3 separate regions of the Mus musculus genome follow, and all the other regions are linked to region 2. The links are chromatin contacts, called in public Hi-C and HiCAR-type maps. All regions are on one chromosome and are shown on one strand. Each heading gives the region's core, a stretch centred on a gene start, on an enhancer-like site or on the middle of the called end of the contact. The rest is flanking DNA. Distances are from core to core; before and after follow the strand shown.

What was found. A called contact is a pair of places that touch in the nucleus more often than the background predicts. HiCAR-type assays count read pairs that join an accessible place to other places.
Region 1: a HiCAR-type map of astrocytes shows a contact between it and region 2, with 9 times the contacts expected there. The contact joins the enhancer-like site here to the promoter of 9330188P03Rik in region 2. A contact is called at or near these places in 5 of 484 Hi-C or Micro-C datasets (the N1E-115 cell line, brain, cerebral cortex and 2 more), 7 of 115 datasets of contacts at active chromatin or transcription factors (SST interneurons, astrocytes, embryonic fibroblasts and 3 more) and 1 of 9 other capture datasets (embryonic tail).
Region 3: a Hi-C map of the N1E-115 cell line shows a contact between it and region 2, with 4 times the contacts expected there. The contact joins the enhancer-like site here to the promoter of 9330188P03Rik in region 2. A contact is called at or near these places in 3 of 39 promoter capture datasets (the 3T3-L1 cell line, embryonic stem cells and liver), 4 of 484 Hi-C or Micro-C datasets (the N1E-115 cell line, embryonic fibroblasts and muscle stem cells) and 3 of 115 datasets of contacts at active chromatin or transcription factors (astrocytes and pancreatic cancer cells).

Annotation. Positions count from the first base shown.
Region 1 is chr14:105,511,710-105,515,166 of GRCm38.p6, forward strand. No RefSeq gene overlaps it. Among named protein-coding and RNA genes, the nearest start is that of Gm35909, 4.7 kb to the right of the region's middle. Within about 2 kb of position 1,697, at least 28 of the 459 cell types and tissues checked have an H3K27ac peak or open chromatin away from gene starts, as enhancers often do. A contact at or near this core is called in astrocytes, cerebral cortex, forebrain and 1 more, where this site is marked.
Region 2 is chr14:105,587,726-105,590,953 of GRCm38.p6, forward strand. 9330188P03Rik (RIKEN cDNA 9330188P03 gene) reads left to right here and starts at 1,824. Exons shown (of 3, transcript NR_102319.1): 1 at 1,824-1,948.
Region 3 is chr14:105,683,167-105,686,708 of GRCm38.p6, forward strand. It overlaps Gm35967 (a long non-coding RNA gene), which reads right to left. Exons shown (of 4, transcript XR_874934.2): 4 at 185-1,476. Among named protein-coding and RNA genes, the nearest start is that of Gm6145, 41 kb to the left of the region's middle. Within about 2 kb of position 1,400, at least 45 of the 459 cell types and tissues checked have an H3K27ac peak or open chromatin away from gene starts, as enhancers often do. A contact at or near this core is called in the N1E-115 cell line and pancreatic cancer cells, where this site is marked.

The DNA of each region.
Region 1 (3,457 bases), core at 447-2,946, 76 kb before region 2:
TGAGCTATAGCCTAAGTTCCCTTCTCTTTTATTTGGAGACAAGGTTGCACTAAATTGCTCATACTAGCCTTGAACTCACTCTGTAAGCTAGGCAAGACTACACTTTACACTCAGACTACTAAGCACTCATTTTTATCCTTTAGGCCACATCGAGGTCCAGTAACAACCACTGATGAACAATGCTAAGAAGATTCTGAAGGAAACTGCCCAATGAAAGCCCTTAAATATAAGCTGGAACCTCCTCTACCTCCATGGAACCTTCAGATGTTGGGTTCTATTTCAGTTCCTTATCTGTACACTACAGGCTTGTTGTTATTTGGTCGATTATGATTAAGCAACTGAAATTCTCAGCATCTGATTTTGGTTTCTAGAGTTCCCAGACCTGTGTCTACGAGGAGAACCAACTCTTTTTAAATGAACACATTCTGCGAGGAACTCTGAGAAGGAAAGAGGAATGAAGGGTGGAGGGGCCAGGGTTGTGACAGAGGACAGGAAGTCCTGTGCAAAGACTGTTTCAGTGATCCGAACTGTGTCAGATTTAGAGTTACAAGTGAGGATGAAGAGGAAAGATGTACGGTTTGAGTACATGTGCAGAGGCAGTACCGGGAGGAACCAGATAGGAGCGTGTCTGTAAGTTCCTCATGTACACCAAGGCCTCTCTATAGACAGGAGACCCAAGAAGAACAGAATGGGCATGAAAAGTAGGGGAAACAGTTTCAGATATCTATTAGTGTTTATTATTGAGAAATTATGAGAGATTTTTGATTAATCCAATCTGGCTATATAAGTTAATTAACATATGAAGTGGTGTAAGAATGTCTCAAGACATTCTGTTTCTCACTCAGTTTTCCTTTGGTTTACAGAGAGCTAGATTCCCTGTATTTTCCTACTAATATTATATCAGTATTGCACATGACCTGGATATAGAAACTTGCCTACCATAGCCAATCGTGGTTATGATCCTGCCCAATTGTCCAGGTACATGTAACTGATAGGAACTTAGAGAATTCAAAAGAAAAAAATTAATATTATAATTTAAACATTTTCCCACAGATACTGTATTTCTAAAGCAATTTCTGTTTGTGATTTTTAGGCTTAAGAACTGCTTTACTAAAAATAAAAGAAAGGAAGAAAGGAAGAAAGAAAGAAAGAAAGAAAGAAAGAATGAAAGAAAGAAAACTGCTCTACTGTGTAGAAGAGAGTCGTCTTCTTCATCCGAGTCTTACTGTGACTCTCTTGATTTTGAAGCTAAGAAACTGTGTCTAAGCATAATTTCCTTCAAAGATGTTTCCCTGTGCTCAGAAGAAAAGCTGAAAGCTTGATCTTGTGGTTCCCTCAGTAACTCCACAATGTTGTCAGCAAGAATGAGCCTGAATTCTCTTTTGGCTGCTGGTCCCCCATCACTGGTCTTTAGCATTCACAGCCCTCCACAGCAGAAAGGGGGGCAGGGAGAGGGGGGGAACGGACACGGACGACGACACTGCGTGATGTGAAAAAGTTCTATTTTATTCATCATGGTCTAGCTTGGTGCCCAAAGAAGGCTGACCTGCAAACACCTTGCAAAAGTCTCTGTGCTTCTTTACAAAAAGAATATTTCCAGTAGTTGATTGTTGGGCAAGTCAGGGAAGTCTGTAATTGATTTCTTTCAAAAGTCCGTGCAGCACAGTCCTTTTGGTTTTAGCGCCTGGCAACAGTTTTGGAAAGAGTCTGAAATCTGGCGTGGCTGGAATTTGTAGACTGTGAGCACAATCTCAGCGAGGCCTAGTCCCAAGTTCCCCAGCTCAAAAAGATGGTCATGTGACTCTGCCCCTACCAGGCCAGGATGCTTAGAGCTGCCAGAGGAGTAGCCAGGAAAACTATGCCCCTTCTGTATTTCCTTTGGATCTAACTGGTCCCGAAACACGCAGAGACAAAAACCACTTCTGCTGTTCAGTAGCAAGAGAGGCACACTAGCTCTCCAGTGCATTTCCTAAAGCTGTGATCTCTACGTTGTCTTCGCTGACCAACATTCATACGGCCAAACCGACGCACGGTGCGGTTCCTGCGGTTCCATCTTCCCCATACAGGCTGCCGGCTCAGAGAATGTGCTCTCAGAACAAGTATGGCTGTATGAATTTCCATGGAAGATTGTCTTTCGAAACATATTTTGGGGAAGCAGCGATAAGAAGTTTGTTGGACTCGACTGAGTTCTGCATTCTGGATCAAAGGATTCGTTCATTTATGTTTTTAGACAGTGGCTTCTAGAAGCTCTTCTAAAAAGTTATACTTTTTAATATACATATATTTTTATATACATAAAATAAATGTTGAGGCACTATGAGCAGACAGCCTGATTACACTTGGGGGATGTGTCATACCTAGCACAGTTCAAGGTCATTCCAAAGTCTGTTTGGGATTTTGATGACTTCAGTCATTTTCTGCGATGCCTTAAAGTTAATTGATATCTAAAACCCCAAACGAAGGCTAGATGTGGTGACACAAACCTACAATCACAATACCAGAGCAAGAACGTCACGAGTTTGAGCTCATCGTGGCAACACAGTGAGGACTTGTTTCAAAATCCAAAAATGACGTCAACAGAAAGCTTAACTTCCCATGGCCTGAGTATTCTCGATCAACAGAGGGAGTAGGTAGCACGGTGAGAGCTAGAGACACAGTGTTCTCAGTGGTCTTTAATAAAGCCCAAACGTTGTGATGTCATGACGCACAGCCAGGGATCGCATTTAGGTGTGGATGTGCACTGAGGTCATGGGAGGAACACAGTGGGAGCTGAAACTGGAACGGTGAGCTAGTTCACTGTTAAAAGATACTTGTGACCCAGGCTAATTATCTCGGCCCGCAAGCATTCCTTTCTCCTCACTCCTCATCCCTTTTCTTTAGCCTTTATCTCCTCGGATTTCCTTCTTTCTTTGCTTCCTGTTGTTTCCTTTGCCAGTGACTGTGGCCCTTAGCCTTCTTGAGTCCTTGGGGATCTGTGTTCCTGCTCATCATCTCTGGTTGCTTGGCCACTGCTGCTCTGTTTGATGTGAACTGGATCTGGGTAGCTCCCTAGGACCGTTTCTCTCACGAGGATGGTGCAAGGGTTGAAGTGGACCCTATCCGCAAAACACCCTAACGTTCTCCCACCCTTGAAAACGTTTTTCTGTGATCCGCGTTCCCAGCCAGCCTTCTCTGCTATGAGCTCAAGGCAGGAAAGAAAGGACTCCCTCCCACTTGGGAAGAAGATGCTGCAATGTTTTCTGATGAAAATGAGAGAAGAGAAACATTTCCCCTCCCTCCGGGCTCTGTGTTATTTAGCTGAGGTTCATAGTGGTCACAGTTAAGACAGAATTGAGGGTTAAGAAAGGTGGACTGAGCCAATGAGGTTGGGCTCAGAAGGGACCTGAGCTTGATGCCAGGGCTACATGTGGTACATTGAAGGAACCAATTCTGCACGTTGTCCTCTGATACACACACA
Region 2 (3,228 bases), core at 574-3,073:
CATCCTCGTTGTCTAAAAAGCCATTTCTGTGTCTTTCCCTATAGTATTAAGAGCCCTAAAACTAAGAGAAAAAAAAAAAAAAAAGAATCTTTCAGATCCACTTTTCGTTGTCTATATCGATTTCATGCCTTGTAAGGTCTGCTTCGTTTTCTTAAGTTGATCTCGGATTTATGAGCAAAGTTTTAAAATGCTAAAATGGGGGAAATTGGTTCAATATTTCAAGCATTTCTTCTGTCGCTTTATTTCCCTGCTGTATTAATTTGTGGTTACTCACCTTCTCCTCAGCGATCTCCAGGGAACCCCAAATCTGACTCTCTATGATCTGACACGAACCCAAACATTTCTCCCAATAAATTACATCTCGTGTGTAATAAAGCGAAATTGCTTCTTTAGGCTGGGGGAGAATCCTCTAGGCAGCCATTGGCTACAGTTCGGGGGTTTTGTTCACTCGCATCCTGAGGACGCAGCTCTGAGCCTATGTGGGTCTGGGAGGGGGAAGGTTGCGTTCCCTCACTGGTCCAAACAATGCCAGAATGTTTTTCCCCTGTCCATTCACTTAAACAATGTACCATTCTGTACCTCATAAGCACTTAATTTATTCCAACTCTTTGGCCTGACCTGTAATCCCCTCTCCTTACCCATCTGACCCATCTGCGTTTCATTTCCCACTCATCGATGGCATCCAAAGAGCTAGGCCCAGGCCCTATTTGGAACCATTAGACAGAGATTGGCACTCTTCCCTCTTCCTGCACCACATCCTCTGCTGGAAAAAAAATGACCATCGGATCAGAGAACAGAGGCTGCTTTGTCCCCGGTAACGGGGATCTGGAAGCGTTTTCAATCATTTGTACTCTATACCCACTCAAACGCATTAATGTGATCAACATTGGGTCTGTTGTGGGCATTTTTTCCAGCAAATAGCTTGCTAACATTCCAGGCATGTACTTCCCCGAAAACAAGACTGAGACAGGGCCCTGAATATTCAATTGGAAAATCACCAAGAGCAGAAGCTTAGCTTGGCACGGCTGGTGTTGATTCTTAATAAGTGACTTCCTAAAGCTGAGGCATGGGCCTTACAGCGTCAATGACTTGTTTGAAAAATATTTTGTAGGTGCCTCATACCACTCGATTTCCTGTGGTATGCGTCATATTGTGAGCTATTCCAAGCCAGCCTGGTTAAGCACACTAACTCGCCGCCCCCCACCCCAAGATTGTGGTGTTTAACTAAAAATGTCTTTATACAAGATGAGCTCATAGCTATTACTGCTGATGTAGTTTTAACTGCTTGGATACCAATTTCAGTTGCTTGAAAATGTGCCAGCACAGGGTAAACCTGAGCACAGCCATATCTCACCCTGTAGAACATGGCGGGATGCTGTCCCAAGAAGCAGCGTTGCTTCAGGGGAAAGTGGCCCAGTTCAACACAATGCATACCTTTCACTTTCATTAGAAAGACTTACTGTTCTTAATATATTACCAAAGTCAAGGTGCTGAAGACATCTGGAACACGGGAATAAAATTAACCCTTTCACAGCTTCAGGTATTTTTTGTAACGCTTGCCAGGGAGGAGAGCTAAATTCAAGAAACCGAGAGGATTTTCTCAATTATGTTTCAGAAAGCAAACCCAAAGGCCTGACGTGCTGTTCACGAGTTCAAGTGTACGTGGGTGGGATTTGGGCGAGGGCTAAACAGGATACTGTACGCAAGAGACTTTTGACGAGGGCTTCTAATTTTAGACACGGGGCGTGGGGAGAGCAAATACGGCCGAGTGTCATCAGCACGCCTCATAAAGTATCCGGCACTTCCGCAGGCTGCAGTGCTTTACAGGACTTGTGATGTAGATCGTCGTCATTTTTGTTTCACAAACAAGGAAGGAGAATCTCAGAGATTCCGTAAACTCCATAAAGCGGTGATTCATGACAGAAGCAGGGACGCAACTTCGACCAGTGTGAGTAACCCACTGGGACTTATCTGCCACCTTGCTGCCCGGAGATAAAAAGTATTCTCATCTCTATTACGGCTGCCTTTGTCTACTGTTGTTCAAAGGATTCAGGCTTGCCCGGGTGTCCTGAGCTAAAAGGAGAAATGAATATAAATCTGTGCGAGTTGTGTTCTGTCCTGCTTTCTTCCAGTGAATAGGTTACAGGCGGCATCTAGTTTGGGGCCAGTCCCCAGCGGCTGCGCAGTGGCTATTAACTGATTAGACATTGTCTATGCCATCTCTGAATGATTTGTGTCTCTACAATAGGACCTTTTATAACAGAGAAGAGAGGGATTGATACCCTGGACACTGCCTGGGCTGTGTTTGCCTCTTGGGGCAAATAATTTTCCTTGGTACCAGGAGCAGCTCTGATGTGGCTGCTTTGCCCTTATGTGGCCCGGGGCTTTCAGCTTGGGAGAAAACGTTCAGCCTGGTCTTGGATGAAACAAGAAGGTACCAGAGGGGAGCCAGGGCAGCCATGTTGTTTGTCAGAAGAGAGGACCACATGTGCCTGTCTCAGGATGATTGGCAAGGCAAGAGGATACCAGTGGGAAAAGGTGAAAGATTCTTAGAAGCAATGAGCTACCAAACCATTACACTGCACAGCACTAGGAAGGAGAAGAGGACTTTCAGTTGAGAAAGACTCTACCATGAGCTGGAAAATGGAACTTCTGTGTTGGATGTTTCCTGTGAGCTCAGAATTTGGGGTCTGTCAGGTTGAAAGCTACAGGGTGATACTCAGAGACTGTAAAAGGACTTTAAGTCGTCCCATTTGACTTGGTGTGTAGCACACTATCTGAAGCAGGCATCTTGCTTCTTGATCAAGATAGACACAGCAAACCAGTCTTTCTAAAAACCAACCAACCAGATTTACTTATTTAACATGTATGAGTGTTTTTTTTTTCTGCATGAATGTGTGTGCTCCATGTGTATGTGTGTTCCGTGTGTGCTCCATGTGTCTCTGCCCAAGGAGTCAGAAGGGATTGTCAGCATCCCTGGAACTGGAGTTGCAGATGGTTGTGAGCCACCATGTGTGAGCTGGGAATCCAACCTGGGTGCTCTGTGCTCTTACCCGCTAAGCCACCCTTTTGGCCCGTAGGGTGGGGCTGAACTTTCCTCATAGAGTATAATTTTTAGAAAATACAGATTTTAAAATTACTGGTGTATAGTTTTAAAACATTAGTGGAGACATCAATTCAAAATATCTAACCTGGATATTGTTTTTTTGTGTTTACGTTGTAAGCAGT
Region 3 (3,542 bases), core at 150-2,649, 95 kb after region 2:
CAATCTGGTGAAAGCTTTAGATGTGAAAATAAGCCCATATAACTTTAGAATATTACCTAAAGAAATTTAATGAGCAAGTAGATATTTAAATTGAAGGATTAGAGTCTCCCTGACTCATAGAGTTCCCTATACTCATAAATATCTAGAATTTTGGAAAAGAACAAAATTTGTTAGATGTGTGTGTGTGTGTGTGTGTGTGTGTGTGTATGTGTAGACACATATTTAAATTGGAATCAAACAACTGAAGTAGTATTAGTGAGTTTCAACTTTTTATCATTCACCCATTTATTCATTACTTATTTAAGAAATGGTTGTTGGACCCCTGCAAAGTAGCAGTTATTGGTTTATGGATTAAAGCATTCAAAGTTTGAGAGAATGAGGTCCTTGCCCTTGAACATGTAGCAAGATGTAGCACATATTATTTTCTTTAGATTTATTTATCTTATACATATGAGTGTTTGCCTACATGTATTACAAGCGCCATGTTTATGCCTGGTGCCCTCCGGTCACAAGAAGGCTTCAGGTTCCCTGGAACAATAGTTACGCATGGTGACACAGATGCACATGAATGCTGGGAACCAGACCCAGGTCCGCTGGAAGAGCCACAGATATTCTTAACCACTGAGCCCTCTTTCTATCCCCAGCACGTGGTAAACCTATTTTAAGAGAGACCTGCTGAAAACTAAGGAAGCAGAAGATCAAACTCCTACCTTTTGGGAAAGTACTGAAGATGCTACGTGAAAGAGGTTGGGGACCGTTACTGAGCCCCTGAGGGGAACACAGACCCAATAGGACCCGCTTAGGAAGGCCATTTTACTGTGGGAGCTGAAAAGTCACTTTGGAGGAGTCATGAGGGAAGACATTTGTGAGCTGGGCACACACATTATAAAAGGCCTGAACATTTTCCTGAGATGCTCGTTGTGGTCAATAAAGACACATTGCTGAAGATTAGATCTGGGAAAGGACAGAACTGTCCACAATGGCTTTAGAGCCTGGACTCTGTCTAAGACAAATTTCACATACGTCAGCATGGCATAAGTGAAATTCATGTAGATCCATAAAGATGTACGATGAAAAGTGGCGTTCTTATTAAAAGTTCTCTGTGTGTTGGTTAACTTTAGATTATTCCTGAAAGTTGTCCCAATCCTAGGGGTTAACTATAAACTACCAAATTTGTGTTTATTGCTCATTTTTCTTTTACTTAGCCACCCCTAGCCTACTGAACAGCATGACAGCCATAGTATATCACTTATCTGTTCCTAATTAAATGAGTCACCACCCCAGAGAGGTTCACATGCTCACTAATGGCTTAGAAAGGTGACTCAGAACGTTGAGTGAGGCCTCAGCTTCAGCTTCATTGGTGGAGTGGGAAATTGTTCTCAGGGAAGCATCATCATCAGAAGGAAGTCTATGAGTCATCAGGTGAATCCAGTGTGATGCCGCCATGTCAGGTGTCAGTCACTCTGCTGTGAGGGCCTGAAGAAAGGACAAATCACCTGCTCTTTTAATGTCACCTTGACCAATGAAGGGACTTTAAAAAAAATTGTAAATGAGTTACTCTAGCTAAAGTCAGTGTTTTGTTTCCTGTTGTTACTTTTGTTATAGATTCAAGAGAGTACAAATGGCCAAGAAACCATGTCCACAGTGGAAACCGGGAGGAAAATGTAAGGCTTGATAAATTAAAACTTAAGAGTAGAAAGGACTTGGCTGCGTGCAAGGGGCGGGGAGGGAAGGGTGGTTAATCCTGCAGCAGTTGTGCTGAGAACACTAAAAATGCTTCTGCTAGGGGAGGGTATCAACATTTTAATCTACCTTACACTGATAAAAAAGAAAAAAAACACACAGTGGGGAGGAGGAGGCTAGGGCAGGCAGGTCTTGATGGAGCCACGGGCAGTAGAAACAAAACTCTCTTTGTTTGGAGAACACTGCACCTGCGTTAAATTTACTGCTGACATCTCTTTGCAGAAATTTGATTTTTTTCTCTACTTCCCCCCACCTTTTATTGTTTTCAACACGGAAGAATGTGAGGCATGCCACTTGCCCTTCTGGTCGCTGTAGTGCTTCTGTCTGCGACTGTGAAAAGGAGCAGGGCTTCCTCCCCGCCCTTGCCATCAGCACGTCATCTGGGCAATGCACCTGCACCGTAACACTACACTCTACCTTGCGGAGCCTCATACTTTTGTGACACACTCAAGAGATCAATTTCCTGTGGATCTGGGCCTTGGAGACAGGGCCTTGTTCTGACAAGGAAGGGTGCTTTCAAATAACCCTGATGACTGAGGGCAGCTCAAATAGACTCAGGGCCTTCAGAGGAGCTGTTGTACCAACATTAGAGCTGGTGGCTGAGGGGACACTTTTAGGGGAGGAACTTTCATAACTTCAGTTTCTACAGTGAAGCAATTCTGGCGTGTCTCTCTTCCTTTTATCCTTTCTTCCTTTCTTCCTTTCTTTCTTTCTTTCTTCCTTCCTTCCTTCCTTCCTTCCTTCCTTCCTTCCTTCCTTTTTTCCAACCATGTGACAATGAAGATAACTGGAGGGTGGTAAAAAGTGCATAATATGCCTCACCCCAGGAATTATCATATGGCGATCCATACTCCTGGACCCAGTGCCTAAGCCCACTTTGCCATCTCAGCAGATCATTACTAAATGTTTGGAGTTTGAATGAATGAATGAATGAATGAATGAATGAATGAATAACTGATCAGTCAAATGAGTTATCTGCTACAGAGCCCTGAGGTACACATTTTAATAATTAATTTTTGTTGTTTGAAATTATCATTACATCAAATTTCCCCTTTCATTTGCTCACCCCATCCTCTCCCAAGCATCCTTCTTGATCACTATCAAATCCATGCCCTCTTTCTCTTTAAGTGTAATTATACACACACACACACTCCATAGAGGAATACATATATATATATATATAAATATATGCCTATCTGTCTGTATGTATGTATGTATATATGTATGTATACATACAACCTGCACAGTCTGTATAATTTTTACTTGTATGTATCTGCTCTCAGGGCAAACCACTTAGGATAGCTAATTAGAGATTTCTTCCCTAGGAAAGATCATTCTCTTCTTGCTATGACTCTATGTGTTCAACCTTCTCTCCAGACTTAGGAATTAGAAAACCCTGAAATGGACTAGAAGAGAAGGATGAAGATAGAACGGCGTGTGAAAGGCTCGTTCAGCTTGTTTCTTGAGCATCACATCAGCCGAGTGACAGACATGGCCCCGAGACCTTCAAAGTAGGTTATGAGGAACCAAGCTTCATATTGTCAAGTGAAATTAAAATAAGAAATTAATATAAAAGTCTCAGAAAAACCTACTCCACCCAAAAAAAGGAGATTTAAAAGCAATTAGCTGCTAGTCAAAGAGTAGTAAGGAAAACCTTTGACTTTGGTCTAGCAAAGACATTTCCTTATGTTAAAAAATTTAAAGATTTACAAAACATCTCAGGCACCAGATGAAGAACCCTTCAATGGGAGGACATGCCTTCCACCATCTGCTCTTTCTGTCCATTCATAAATCCCCGG